4 separate regions of the Mus musculus genome follow, and all the other regions are linked to region 1. A link is a contact called in public HiCAR-type and HiChIP or PLAC-seq data. All regions are on one chromosome and are shown on one strand. Each heading gives the region's core, a stretch centred on a gene start, on an enhancer-like site or on the middle of the called end of the contact. The rest is flanking DNA. Distances are from core to core; before and after follow the strand shown.

The links. HiCAR-type assays count read pairs that join an accessible place to other places. HiChIP or PLAC-seq counts read pairs in DNA pulled down with a chosen protein or histone mark.
Region 2: an H3K27ac HiChIP or PLAC-seq map of embryonic stem cells shows a contact between it and region 1, with 7 read pairs. The contact joins two enhancer-like sites. A contact is called at or near these places in 1 of 484 Hi-C or Micro-C datasets (embryonic stem cells), 3 of 115 datasets of contacts at active chromatin or transcription factors (all in embryonic stem cells) and 1 of 9 other capture datasets (embryonic stem cells).
Region 3: a contact with region 1 is called in a HiCAR-type map of embryonic stem cells, with 5 times the contacts expected there. The contact joins two enhancer-like sites. A contact is called at or near these places in 1 of 484 Hi-C or Micro-C datasets (bone marrow-derived macrophages) and 2 of 115 datasets of contacts at active chromatin or transcription factors (both in embryonic stem cells).
Region 4: a contact with region 1 is called in an H3K27ac HiChIP or PLAC-seq map of embryonic stem cells, with 15 read pairs. The contact joins two enhancer-like sites. A contact is called at or near these places in 2 of 484 Hi-C or Micro-C datasets (both in embryonic stem cells), 3 of 115 datasets of contacts at active chromatin or transcription factors (all in embryonic stem cells) and 1 of 9 other capture datasets (embryonic stem cells).

Annotation. Positions count from the first base shown.
Region 1 is chr1:153,375,269-153,378,273 of GRCm38.p6, reverse strand. It overlaps Gm46246 (a long non-coding RNA gene), which reads left to right. Exons shown (of 2, transcript XR_001779877.1): 2 at 1-417. Among named protein-coding and RNA genes, the nearest start is that of Gm46246, 20 kb to the left of the region's middle. Within about 2 kb of position 1,568, at least 26 of the 459 cell types and tissues checked have an H3K27ac peak or open chromatin away from gene starts, as enhancers often do. A contact at or near this core is called in embryonic stem cells, where this site is marked.
Region 2 is chr1:152,990,917-152,993,956 of GRCm38.p6, reverse strand. All of the region lies in intron 1 of Nmnat2 (nicotinamide nucleotide adenylyltransferase 2), which reads right to left. Among named protein-coding and RNA genes, the nearest start is that of Nmnat2, 37 kb to the right of the region's middle. Within about 2 kb of position 1,451, at least 31 of the 459 cell types and tissues checked have an H3K27ac peak or open chromatin away from gene starts, as enhancers often do. A contact at or near this core is called in embryonic stem cells, where this site is marked.
Region 3 is chr1:152,971,541-152,974,461 of GRCm38.p6, reverse strand. The region is part of intron 1 of Nmnat2 (nicotinamide nucleotide adenylyltransferase 2); the gene reads right to left. Among named protein-coding and RNA genes, the nearest start is that of Nmnat2, 18 kb to the right of the region's middle. Within about 2 kb of position 1,286, at least 15 of the 459 cell types and tissues checked have an H3K27ac peak or open chromatin away from gene starts, as enhancers often do. A contact at or near this core is called in embryonic stem cells, where this site is marked.
Region 4 is chr1:153,008,186-153,011,078 of GRCm38.p6, reverse strand. The region is part of intron 1 of Nmnat2 (nicotinamide nucleotide adenylyltransferase 2); the gene reads right to left. Among named protein-coding and RNA genes, the nearest start is that of Nmnat2, 55 kb to the right of the region's middle. Within about 2 kb of position 1,543, at least 51 of the 459 cell types and tissues checked have an H3K27ac peak or open chromatin away from gene starts, as enhancers often do. A contact at or near this core is called in embryonic stem cells, where this site is marked.

The DNA of each region.
Region 1 (3,005 bases), core at 319-2,818:
CCTTGTTTCAGGAGGCACCTTCGGAAGGAAGTCCTCTCTGTTGAAGACATCTGTGCTGCAAACATGGAAGAAACAGAGAAGACAAGATGGAATCCTCAGACTGAGTCCTTATCTGGGAATCAGCTCTGAGGCTAGCAGGCAGCAAGGATGCGGCTAAGTCACCTAGCTGCTAGGCAACAGAGCAGAGGTTCCTCCTCAGGCCAGCATTATGGTTTTCAGTGTTGTCCAGTGTGACCTGAAGTCAGTCCTTACAGTAACTGTGTGAGACTTCCTGCATTCTGCTTGGTCTCTTATGGTTTATTGAGCCATGATTGCCAGCTATGAGTATCCGTCTAACAATTTGAATAAACTGCTTAAATGAGGGTCAGTTCTATGGAGAGAATTACAGCCACAGAGTAAAATGGCATTTTTCTTTGAGATGTTTCATTGCATCTTTTATTATTGTCATTGGGAGACATTTGCCAGCTTCTCTTACTTCGTTTGTATTTCTTGGGTACGCTATATTATTTTTTTTTATTTTTATTTTTTAGAGGATGGAATGAGGGTGGTCAATATAGGTGAGGTAGCCCAGGCTGGTCTTGAATTTTCTATATAGTTGAAGGTGATCTTGAGCCCCTGTCCCTGCCTCCTGAGTTCTGAGGCTGCAGGCATGTGTCACCACTGCTAGTTTTTTAAAAATTCAGTAATGGGGGGGGGGGTCAAGCCTAGAGCTTTGCATGTGCCTGTAAAGTGTCCTACCAACTAAGGTAAATCCCCAGCCCATTATAAATAAATAAATAAATAAATAAATAAATAAATAAATAGATAGATAGATAGATAAATAGATAAATAAATAAATAAATAAATGTATGTATGTATGTATGTTATCATACTGGATATTAGGGGCACATACTTGTAATCTCAAAACTTAGGTTGAGGCAGGGGGATCACTGCAGTTTCAAGGCTAGCCTGGTCTACTCTAGAGAGTAGACACTGTCTCAAAAAAAATATATCATAAAAATGGTTAAACTCAACATTGAAGTGAATTTGCTTTTAAGGGCTCCCCACCCATACCTCAGTCCTTGGAGACTATTCGGGCCCTTGTCACTATGACGTAATCTCAGAAGAGTATTGGGGTAAAGGCTGTCTCTCTATCAGTGTTAGAATCCTAGGCATTCAACAGACGTGTTTTGCTTATCACTAAAAGAGAAACAGAAGATTCCGAGACACTCAGAGCAATTCAGGCCTTTTATTAAAAATTGACAGACCCAGCAAAGCAGCAGGAATCCTCCTCCAATATCTAACTGATAGCAGATTGAATCAGAGATGACACAAGCCAGGACTGGGCTGGTTTATGGTCTCTGTTTAATTTGCAACACAAGGGATTTTAAACAGTGAGTGGGTTTGTCTAAGAATCTTGCTTACGAATGGACTGGGTTGAATTCAGGACCCAATAAGATAGGATAGGATTATTTTAGATAAATTTAATCAGGCTTTTTACAAATTCAAACCCCACCCACATTCCCGCTCAGTGTGATACCTCTGTGAACAAAAGCTCGAAGTGGAGTGAACGCTTTTCGCTTTTTGCTTTTGGGAGATTCCTTCTCACAAGTAAACACAATGGGACAGTGAGGGGAGCAGTGGTGTTCACAGGTGTGGGCTAGAGTCTCCCTCAGCTGACTTACCATCAACCCTTTGAATTTAAAGCTGGGGGTGGAGAGGGGTGGGGTCTCCGTTTGGAGGAAGAAACAAATATTACTTCTCTCATTTTAGAGTGTCTTTTGGATTTTAAGGGCTCCCTGGCTTCGGAGCACACTGAGGTCAGACAAACTTGTTCTGCCTTCACTGCAGTTACAGTAACTAATGGGGTGGGGTGTTTGAAAGAAAGAATAGAATCACAGCCGTCCAGCTGTGAAAATACAAGATCAGTTAAATCCTGCTCCAACAGCTGTGATTGAGTTGCTTGCTTCCTCCCCTCCCCTCCCCTCCCCTCCCCTCCCCTCCCCTCCCCTCCCCTCCCCTCCCCTCCCCTCCCCTCCCCTCCCCTCCCCTCCCCTCTTCTTTCTTTCTTTCTTTCTTTCTTTCTTTCTTTCTTTCTTTCTTTCTTTCTTTCTTTCTTTCTTTCTTTCTTTCTTTCTTTCTTTCTTCCTTCCTTCCTTCCTTCCTTCCTTCCTTCCTTCCTTCCTTCCTTTCTTTCTTTCTTTCTTTCTTTCTTTCTTTCTTTCTCTCTCTTTCACAAGTAGGTCAGGTTGGCCTCTAACTTGTTTAACTTCTGGAAGTCAGCATTTACAGACCACAGGAGGCCTCCCTTTAGGTTTTACAAATTATTTCAGTTCTTCATTTTTCAAAAGCTTAAAGTGATATCAACTTATGAATGTTCTTGGTTTTTAAATTGTGAATTCATAATAATTTCATGAGAATTGCTTACATTTTTCAATATACAACCATATACATACATATATACATACACACATACATATATATGTATATGTATATATGTATGTATGTGTGTGTGTATATATATGTGTGTGTGTGTGTGCGTATACACATATTAAAAACATTCCCAAGGAAAACTGTGGGGTTTTGGTTGGTTGGTTGCTGTTGTTGTTTTGTTTTGTTTTGTTTTTAACTTCAGAAATATTTTACTTAAGTCTGTTTGTTAAAATTTTGCCCAACAGTAGGAACTGAAACCTTCTAACAGTTGCTGTAGATTACTGATGATAACTACCCCAAGGTCATGCCTCCTGGCTTCTTAATGGCCGGGTTCAGCAATATCGTTTGCTGGCAAAGGAATCATTCATTCACAAAACTGGACCCACCCAACCAGAGACCCTTGGTGGAAGTTCAGTTAGATTCTAAACCAAGAAAAATAGTTGCCTCTTTTCCTCACTGAACTTTGATCAGTACTGTGTGCTGTGTGGCCAAGCTAGAAAGTAGATGGAATTTCAAACAAGGCTTTAATGGTACCTTGGGAGCTTCCACCGGACGTCCTTCAACCAAGGAGAAGCATACCAAGATGGGATGCA
Region 2 (3,040 bases), core at 202-2,701, 380 kb after region 1:
GCTCCTTCTGTAATAACCTCTGCTGGAGAAGCTCCAGGACATCCACAGGTCCCTCTGTCACTGGGGAAGGAACAGGTGTTCAGAGCAAGGATCTGGACCCTCAGTGAAGAGAGTTGAGCTTCATTCTTTATTAACAACGAAGAGGAAAGGGGCTGGAGAGTTGGCTCGGGAGTTAAGAGCACTTGTTGTTGCAAAGGAGCAGGATTCAATTCCTAGCACCCAGATGGAGGCTCACCACCTCCTCAAACACCAGCAAAGCATGGTATACAGATTCACATGAAGGCAAAACACTCATACACATAAAATAATAAATCTAAATTTAAAGAAATGAAGAGGAATGACCTTGTAAAGAGCTCTCATATACATGTGTGTATGTATGTATGTATGTATGTATGCATGTATGTATGTGTGTATGTATATTGACCTAAAAGTTGGGCTGTATTGTCACGGGTTCTCAACCTGTGGGTTGAGACACATACCCATTGCATATCAGATGTCCTGCATATCAGATATTTATAACATGATTCATAACTGTATCAAAATTACAGTTATGAAGCAGCAATAAAAGTAATTTTATGGTTGGGGTCACCACAACACGAAGAACTATAATAAAGGATCGCAGCATTAGGAAGGCTGAGGAACACTGATGTATGTGAATCAATAGTGGAGTGACGTTAACTGTTCCCAAGGTCAAAGCTCTCAGGAGGAGAGCTGGAACCTGTTCTTTCTAAGTCCACATTTAGCCTATACACTAGCGTGCCATTTAAGAATTTTAAGAAGCATAAATAAGTATTAAAAGGCACAGTTGCTAGTTTACAAAATGGAAAGACAGACTCCAGAGAGCTGTTCTCCTCGGCCTGGTTCTGGGCAACCTCACCTGGGTGATTCCAGACTAGGCCATGTGTTCCAAAAGAGAATGCTCGCCCCTGTATCTCCTACCCTATAGAGAACAGCCTTTTCCTCCCCACTGTCGGGAGATCAGTTTCCTAAACTAGGACAGTGTTGCAATCAGCCACTCCAGAAGGGGCTGTGATTCACATCTGAGCTTCAGAAAACAGTGCTCGTTTCATTTAAAGGGGAGACAAAACAAGGCAAGTGCTTGGGTGCTGACAGATTTCTCCAGACCTTAATTTGCATTCATGTTGCTTCCCAAGCATTTGATTTGTTTTTCTTTCCAAACTGTGTTGTACCACATGCAAGGAAGATAGATTCACTTAATCTGGATCCTGTGATTTCATTGTTTATCGATGTCAATAGCAAGGAGGCAGGAATGTTAGTTAGGGAAGCATCAAATGGCTTTCATTCTTCCATCTGGGAAGCAAACATGAGAATACACCAAGCCCAGACTTTCAGAGACTGGGGCAGCCATCACGGCCAACAGCCACACCAAATGTCAGCTCTCAGGATATTCCCATACAGCCAGGCTGACCTTGGCAGAGATGCCCCAGAGAAACCTCAGTTCCTTCCCTAAAAATAGGATGTGTGTTGATGTTCCCAGCATGTCTAAACTTGCCCTGTGTTTAGCTTGAGGGCTGACCCATAAACATTTCAAAAGAGGGAAGAGTTCCAGGCTGCCTTTCATGGAGGCAGAGAATCTGGCAGGACTGGGCCACAGAGATCTTGGTTCTGTTTCTAATCACTGTGCCCAAAGCCCTGAACTTTAAGGGATGAAGGAGTTTGAGGACAGACAGCCCACCTTGCTGAGGAAGCCCTTGGCAGCATCGCATAAGGTGGCTGGTTAGTTTACCTCTGCAGGGTGGGCTCTGAGGTTTATGCCAGGCCCCCTCCCCTCCCCTTCCCTTCCCCTCCCCTCCCCTCCCCTCTCCCTTACCTTCCCTCCCCTCCCCTCCCCTCCCCTCCCCTCCCCTTCCCTTCCCTTCATTCAGTCTAGTCTCAGAGCCCTTGAACTGGTGCAGTCTACATCCGGGTGGGTCTTCTCTCCAAGAGTGATTGTAATTCTAGGTTGACGATGGAGAACAACCCTTCCAGAGGCTATTTGGAATGATCTGAGTAGCTTCTTGCCTCACATGCATGCCTACACCTACAGAACCTACTTGTCTGCTCTTCACAAAGCTCCACTGTAATGTATAGCTGCACAACCCCCTTACTCAAAAGTGTTCACCACTGGTTACAGATCAAGATACCAAAGACCTATGTGGAAGACCTTCATTTCCAGGCATCCCGGGCATCTCCAGAGTCTCAGCTGCTGTGCTGCCTCATTTGGTTCCGTCCACCCTCCTCCTCCCCCTCCCCCTCCCCCACCCCCTCCCCCTCCCCCTCCCCCACCCCCTCCCCCTCCCCCTTCCTGCTCACCCCAGCAGGGCTGTCCACATGTACCCTGTCCCTGAGACTTCGCTAATTTCCATTTCTTCATTTATTTTTGAAACAGCCTTTTATTGTGTGCTATGTAGACTACAGTGGCCCTGAGCTCACAGAGATCCACCTGTCCCTGCTTTCTGGGTGCCCTAAAGGTGAGTGCTGCCTCTGTGCCTTTGCCTAAACTGTTCCCCCGGGGCAGTTTCTCTTTCTCCACATCTCTATATTAGAGTTCTGCTCAGTCCCAGGGATAATTCAACCACTTCTTTTGCTATAAAGCGCTCTCACATGTCTTCGGGTCTGTGTTAACCATTTCTTTGCTCACCGGCCACTGCCCTGTACTCTGGAAGGAGCTCTTCCCGTCTCTGAACCTCCTGACACTGACCCGAAAGCTTCTGTAACTTCCTCATACTTCAGTCGTATTCTTTCGTTACCATTCGTCCACAGTCCATCTTCTCTCCCCCACATAAGTACAAAAAACAACAGCCACTCACATTCATGAGAAAACAGGCCTATGAGCCCTCTCTCTTCTGTTCTCATAACCCTCTGCTGTGTTCATCGATGCTATCCCGCTTCATGTTTTAAACATAATCAATATAAACTACTCAGAACAAGAATTTTGTCTTTATATTTGTTTTATGAATTTAAAAAAAAAAAACCTTCAATAGTATCTAACAGTGGGCACACACTAAATACTGTTAAGATTGAAGATAATAAAACTGAA
Region 3 (2,921 bases), core at 37-2,536, 400 kb after region 1:
TATCGAGTGAATCTCTGTGGAGCCTCTTGCCATTTAACATGTGAAGGAGGTCACTCAGTGAACATTTTGCCAGGCACATACTCATTTCTTATCTCTCTTTCCACCTTCCAGCTTTGTCAGAACTGAAGAAATATGTTCTTTTTTTTTTCTTTAAGCAAAGTGTTCATAAATCACAATAGACTGAAGTAAACTGATTTGCATCTAAAAGAAATCGTGTGTAAGTGCAGGTATGCACCTGACTAGGGTAGGGCAAGTGCAGGGTTCTAGTTAAAGCAGCTGGGTTCTGATCTACCAGTCATTACCCCTTCCCCTTCCCCCTCCCCCACCCCCCATTCACTTTCAAGAGTTCAGATCCCAAAGGAAACCACAAAGGGCTAATCAAGAGGGGCTCCCCAAGTCTCAAGGCACCCCAGCAGGTCTTCGAAATGAATATTCATAGTCATATGACTTACTGAGAAACTGAGGTAGGGAGCTTAAATGCTCTGGTCCGAGCTCTGGGAGAATGCTTTACCCACTACATTTAAATGCAAATGTTAACAACGCTGCACAGAAAAGTTGATTTAAAGCAGCAGGAAGGGAGGATTAAGGGACAGACAAAAGGATTTTATTTTAATTTCATACAGAGTTTAAAGTCAAGTCAAACAAGCCAAGAATTCAAATGCTTCTTCCACGGGACCCATTTTTGCCACCAAACAGGATTTGTTTAATTATTTTCCTGCTCTTGTGAAGCAATGGAAAGAAAATGTTGCCTTTGTTGATGGAGGGCACCTGTAGTGTGGCAGGGATATAACTCAGTTGCTAAAATACTTGCCTAGCCTGCAAGAAGCTTGAGTTGGCTTTCCAGTACCACAAACCCTGTGTGGTGGTGCACGCCTGCGACCCCAGCCCTTGGTTGTTAGAAACAGAAGGGTCAAAAGTTTAAGCTCATTCTCAGCTACGCTAACAAGTTTGAAGCCAGACTGGGTATCGTGCTAGCCCACCATTAAAACAAAGCAAAAGAGCAAAACAAGACAAAAAAGGCTAGTTGGAGGGTTAGTAGAATCAGTCAGTTCCTAGACTGGACCCTTATTCTGAATGTGTGAGAATGTTCGGTGGTTTCAGCCCCCAAGTTGGAAATCATTGATGCAGGAGCATCTCACTAGTCGGAACATAAAGACAATGGGCAATGTTTTGTGTCAAGGAAGAATGGTCTCTTGTGTCCAGTGGGAGCTGCCCTGGAGGGATGCCTCAGAGATGGCCAGTGATGAAAGAAGGGAAGGGCCATAAATCCTGGGCTCCTGAGGCCAGGCCCACGCAAACATGTCACCCCTTGCTAAAAAGTGGAAGCATTATGCTGTCTGTGCAGACTGTCCCCATACCAGCCCCCACTGCAACTCAAAGCATCCGGCAAGCAAATAAAACAGCAAGAGGAAGACTGAGCTGGGAGAAAGGGGAAGACAGAAGCGGTTCTGTTGCTGCTGAAAGGGTCTCCCTTTGACATAACACAAGACAAGGCTGAGAGTATCAATAAATCAAGATAGGTGGCAAATTGCTGATTACTAAAGCCAAGAGAGGCTCATAGTTACTCTACAGTTCCCAAGCGCATTCTGTTCACTTTCGTATCTGTTTTGAATTTTACAAAATGGCCTTTTTTTGGGGGTGGGGGTGGGTGGGAACAGGGTCTCAATATGTAGCTCTGATTAACCTGGAACTCACTACGTACCAGGCTGGCCTTAAACTCATATAGAGCCACCTGCCTCTGCATCCCTAAAACTGGCTTTATTCTTTTATTTTATTATCTTTTATCCTTTTTATTCTGTATCATTGTAAGAGCTCACCTTCCATACTTAAATGAAACACAGAAAATATGTGGCAGAAACAGCTAGCCTTGCCAGTGAACAAGGGCATTTATTTCCCACTGCCATTAAAGACTGGAGAGTAGGGCAGTATTCTGGGTGTCCAGGAGGGGTGTGGCTAGGTAAGTAAGGATGTTTCAACATGGACAAGAGTTCATTGACTTGGAATCTCAGCAAAACACATTTAAAAATAACCACCTTTTTGGTAAAATACCAGGAAAGTTGACACTTCTAAGCCAGCCCTGATAGTACATGCCTGCAGTCACAGTACTGGGGAGACTGAGGCAGGAGAATCAAGAATTCAAGATAAGTTTCAGCTACATGTAGCCACCCTGACTCAAAAAAGAAAAAAACAAAACAAAAGAATAGAAAACAAAATCGATAATTTCAGAATTCAGGAAGTTCCACTCTTGATGCTTGTAGACTTGGCTCAGTGACATTAAGAACAAAACCGAGGGGCCATCAAGATGGCTCAGCATCTGCCCACAACCTGATATCCTGATTTTGCTACCAAGGACCCACATGATGAAAGGAGAGAAATGGCTTCTGAACGTTGTTTTTTTTTTGACCTTCAGAAATACACAGTACTGACGGGAAGAGAAGCCAGGCTTTTTATGGGGTTGCTGGGTTGGGCAGACTTTGGTAATTTCCCAAGAGTCATGAATCTAGTATTTATTTTTAAAAAATAAACAAATAAAGATTGTTTCTTGTATGAGGTAGAGATCAGTGGTCAGTGTGTCCTTAGAGCCACCCGGTCACTATAGTGCATCTGTTCCCTCTGGCCCCTCCAATGGGAGCAGGAAGCTTGGGAAACGCAGGCACTATACACTATTGAAAGAGTAAGAAAGAGGGGAAAGAATAGGCTATAGATTACGGTCTTAGAATTTATCAGCTCTTTGTCCCTGAGGTCCCTGACTAGTCTCAGCTCTGAGACTCTGCAAAACATCCTTCTTCCTGAACATCTTTCCCAGAGTATAGCTGATAAACTCATAACACTAAGCATATGAACGCTGCCCTGCAAAGTTCCAAAGACAGCACATTTTAACAACACACCAGTTACTAGACTGTTTTCATAAATGGGGAGTT
Region 4 (2,893 bases), core at 294-2,793, 370 kb after region 1:
CGATCCACTGCTAAATTCTACCTGTTTTATTTCTAAACTATAATCTTCTCTCAGTCGCCACAGGAATCACTCAGCAAGCAAATCACCACCTAGGCCAGCACTCTCTGAAAGCTTCCTAACAGCTCTCCCTCCACCTTCCCCGCCCTCCCTCTCGTCCACCCTTTGCAGTGCCAGCGAGTCACGTTTCAGAACATCACTGTTCTGCTCAGAAGTCTCCTCACTGGGCACAGCACACAGCCTCAGCTCCATCCTGGCCCATGGAATGGACTCCTGCACAGTCCATTCAGCCGTACCCTGATGAGTCACAGTCCCACTTGCCCAGTCTCGACCATACTGTTGTGGTGTCATGGTCACCAATCTCCAAGTCACGCCTCTCTTTTCCTCCTCCTCACACCTTCCCATAATTCCTTAGAAGCTGTTTCCTCAGAGACTGCTGAGATTTTGCCCCTATGAGTTAGAGCCTATCTAGCTCTGCCAGAGCCCTTTATCCCCCATCCCTAAAGCCTATCACTGCCTAGTCACTGGTCACTGGTTTGGCTCAGCCGCCTCAGTATCAATGGAGACCCAGGAATGCATATGAGGCTCCGTTTCAGATCCATTGCATCAGAAAGGAAGCTTGGGCCATCATCTGAGCTCTAGCTGATCTTCTGGATTGATTTGATACCCACAAAGATTAAGAACCAATACCATCATCTGTGGTAGATTAATCAGCTTCTGATCCTCTAACTTGAAAAGTACTCAGTTTCCTAAATCCTCAAAATAATGTGACAAGTAGGCCATCTCTGCATTTTATAGATGGGTATATGTATATAATTAAAAATTTTAATTTAATTAGCATTTCACTGTGCAGTTTCTGTTGGCCTTAAAACTCTTGATCTCCCTACCCTATCCCCTGGGGTTACAGGCGTGGGCCACCACATCCAGCCAGATTGTAAAATTATATTTATCAACGTGTTCTGTAGATGAGGATAATGTTGAACTTCTGACCCCCTGGTCTCCACTGCTCCAGATTTTTTTCCTCAATGAGCCACAAAGAGTATTTTATTTTGTCTTACAATACTCCCTTAGTAGTGGCAAAGCCAAATATTTTAACCTAGTTCTGTCCAAATAGAGACTTCATTGTAGCCTCAAAGCTATACTGTCCCACCTGAATTAGAAAGATCCAGAGTCGTGAGCCACTTCTGGTGTACTGCCAGTGTGGGAACAACCCACAGTACTTTGTATCACCCATCTGGGTGTGCAGGCTAGCATGTACCTGTGTAAGACTCCAGGGAGCCTTAGCTTACTGGGGACTCTCTGAGTGACAATGTAGAGGCAGGATCGATGCAAAAAGCAAGAGGAATTTATTGTTCCGGTGCACTGGGGTCCTTCCCAGACTCAAAGGACAGGCGGCAACCCCCAGCACTCTGTCGGTGAGTTTTTATATGGTTTCCAGGGGCAGAACAGGGCATCAGCAACTAGGCACAATATGATTGGCAGCACAGTACACCCTTTAAACTGGTCTTTAGCAAATGAGGTGACAAGGACTTCCCTTGTCAGAAGGTGCGCAACGTTCAGTCCTGCGGAATGTGTCCCCACCCGCAGGTCGGTTCCCTCCCTGTGGTCTGAGGAATGTTAATTAGCCTCTCCCTTCCGGAGAGGCAAGGGTTTCATGACCTTCCCAAAGTTCCTGAGCTGACCTTTTCACCTGTTATATCTCAGAGCATGAAAATGTAGTCACTACCATGCAGGTCTGAACCTCAGATGGTTTTGTTTCACCTTGGACCTACATCTGGCTCCCAATAGATTACAGATCTCTAGTGATCCCACCATCATGTCAGATATAAGATCAACTAGAAAAAATTTAGTTTCTACATGACTGCTTTTGACTGTGTCCGTGGTATATAAATGAGCTGAGTTAACTAGCAAGGAGGTGAGAGGTATTTACTTCTGGAAGATGAAGTAATTTTGTCAGACTGCAGACGCTGTTTATATAAGTAGAAGATGGAGGTTTCTGGATCAAATCAGATACACCTAAGGACGAGTCTCTTAAAACCCAAGCAACTTTTCACTAATAGGGTGATGTCTGCTGTTAGTATTCATAGCGCAAATTTATATTTTTTTTATATATTTTTATATTGTTTTAATTTGTCTTTTAAAATGTTGACCTTGGGCAAAAATTAAAAAGAGAGGAAGAAAGGAGTATTATAAATTCAAGGTCACCTGGGAGTGGTGGCGCATGCCTTTAATCCCAGCACTTGGGAGGCAGAGGTAGGTGAATTTTTGAGTTTGAGGCCAGCCTGGCCTGCAGAGTGAGTTCCAGGACAGGCAGAGCTATACAGAGAAGCCCTGTCTTGAAAAACCAAAAAAATAAAAATAAATAAATAAAGTCAAGGTCAACCTCAGATTGTAGCAAGTTCAAGGCTCAAAGAGACCTTTCAAAAAACAAACAAATAAATCAACAACAACAAAACAGGCACAACAGCTTTCCTCTGAAAACTTACATTTACATCATGACATGAATGGAAAGTAGAGTGTTGGTGAGGCGTAGAGACAGAGTATCAAACACAGGACCAGGTGCTTAGGTAGCTCCGAGAAGATGCTAAAGTCACTAGAACACTCTGGGAACCCTGCACAGGATGTTTTTCTGAAGGACAGTGGGGAAAAAGGAAAGTCTGGAACTAAGATACAAAGCAATAGATGTGACCAAGATACAAAGTAAATACATCAAGCAAAGATACAAAGTAAATACATCCTGCCACACTTTGACCCAAGTTCAGATGGAAGAGCAGGTCTGAGAGACAGAAAACAAAAAACAACAATCAAACACCCGCCCCCCCCCCCTCCAGCAGTTCCCTGTTGGGGGCTTGGAGGGAGGGGGAGAAGGGATTTGGAGTGGTAGCTTTGCCACTCC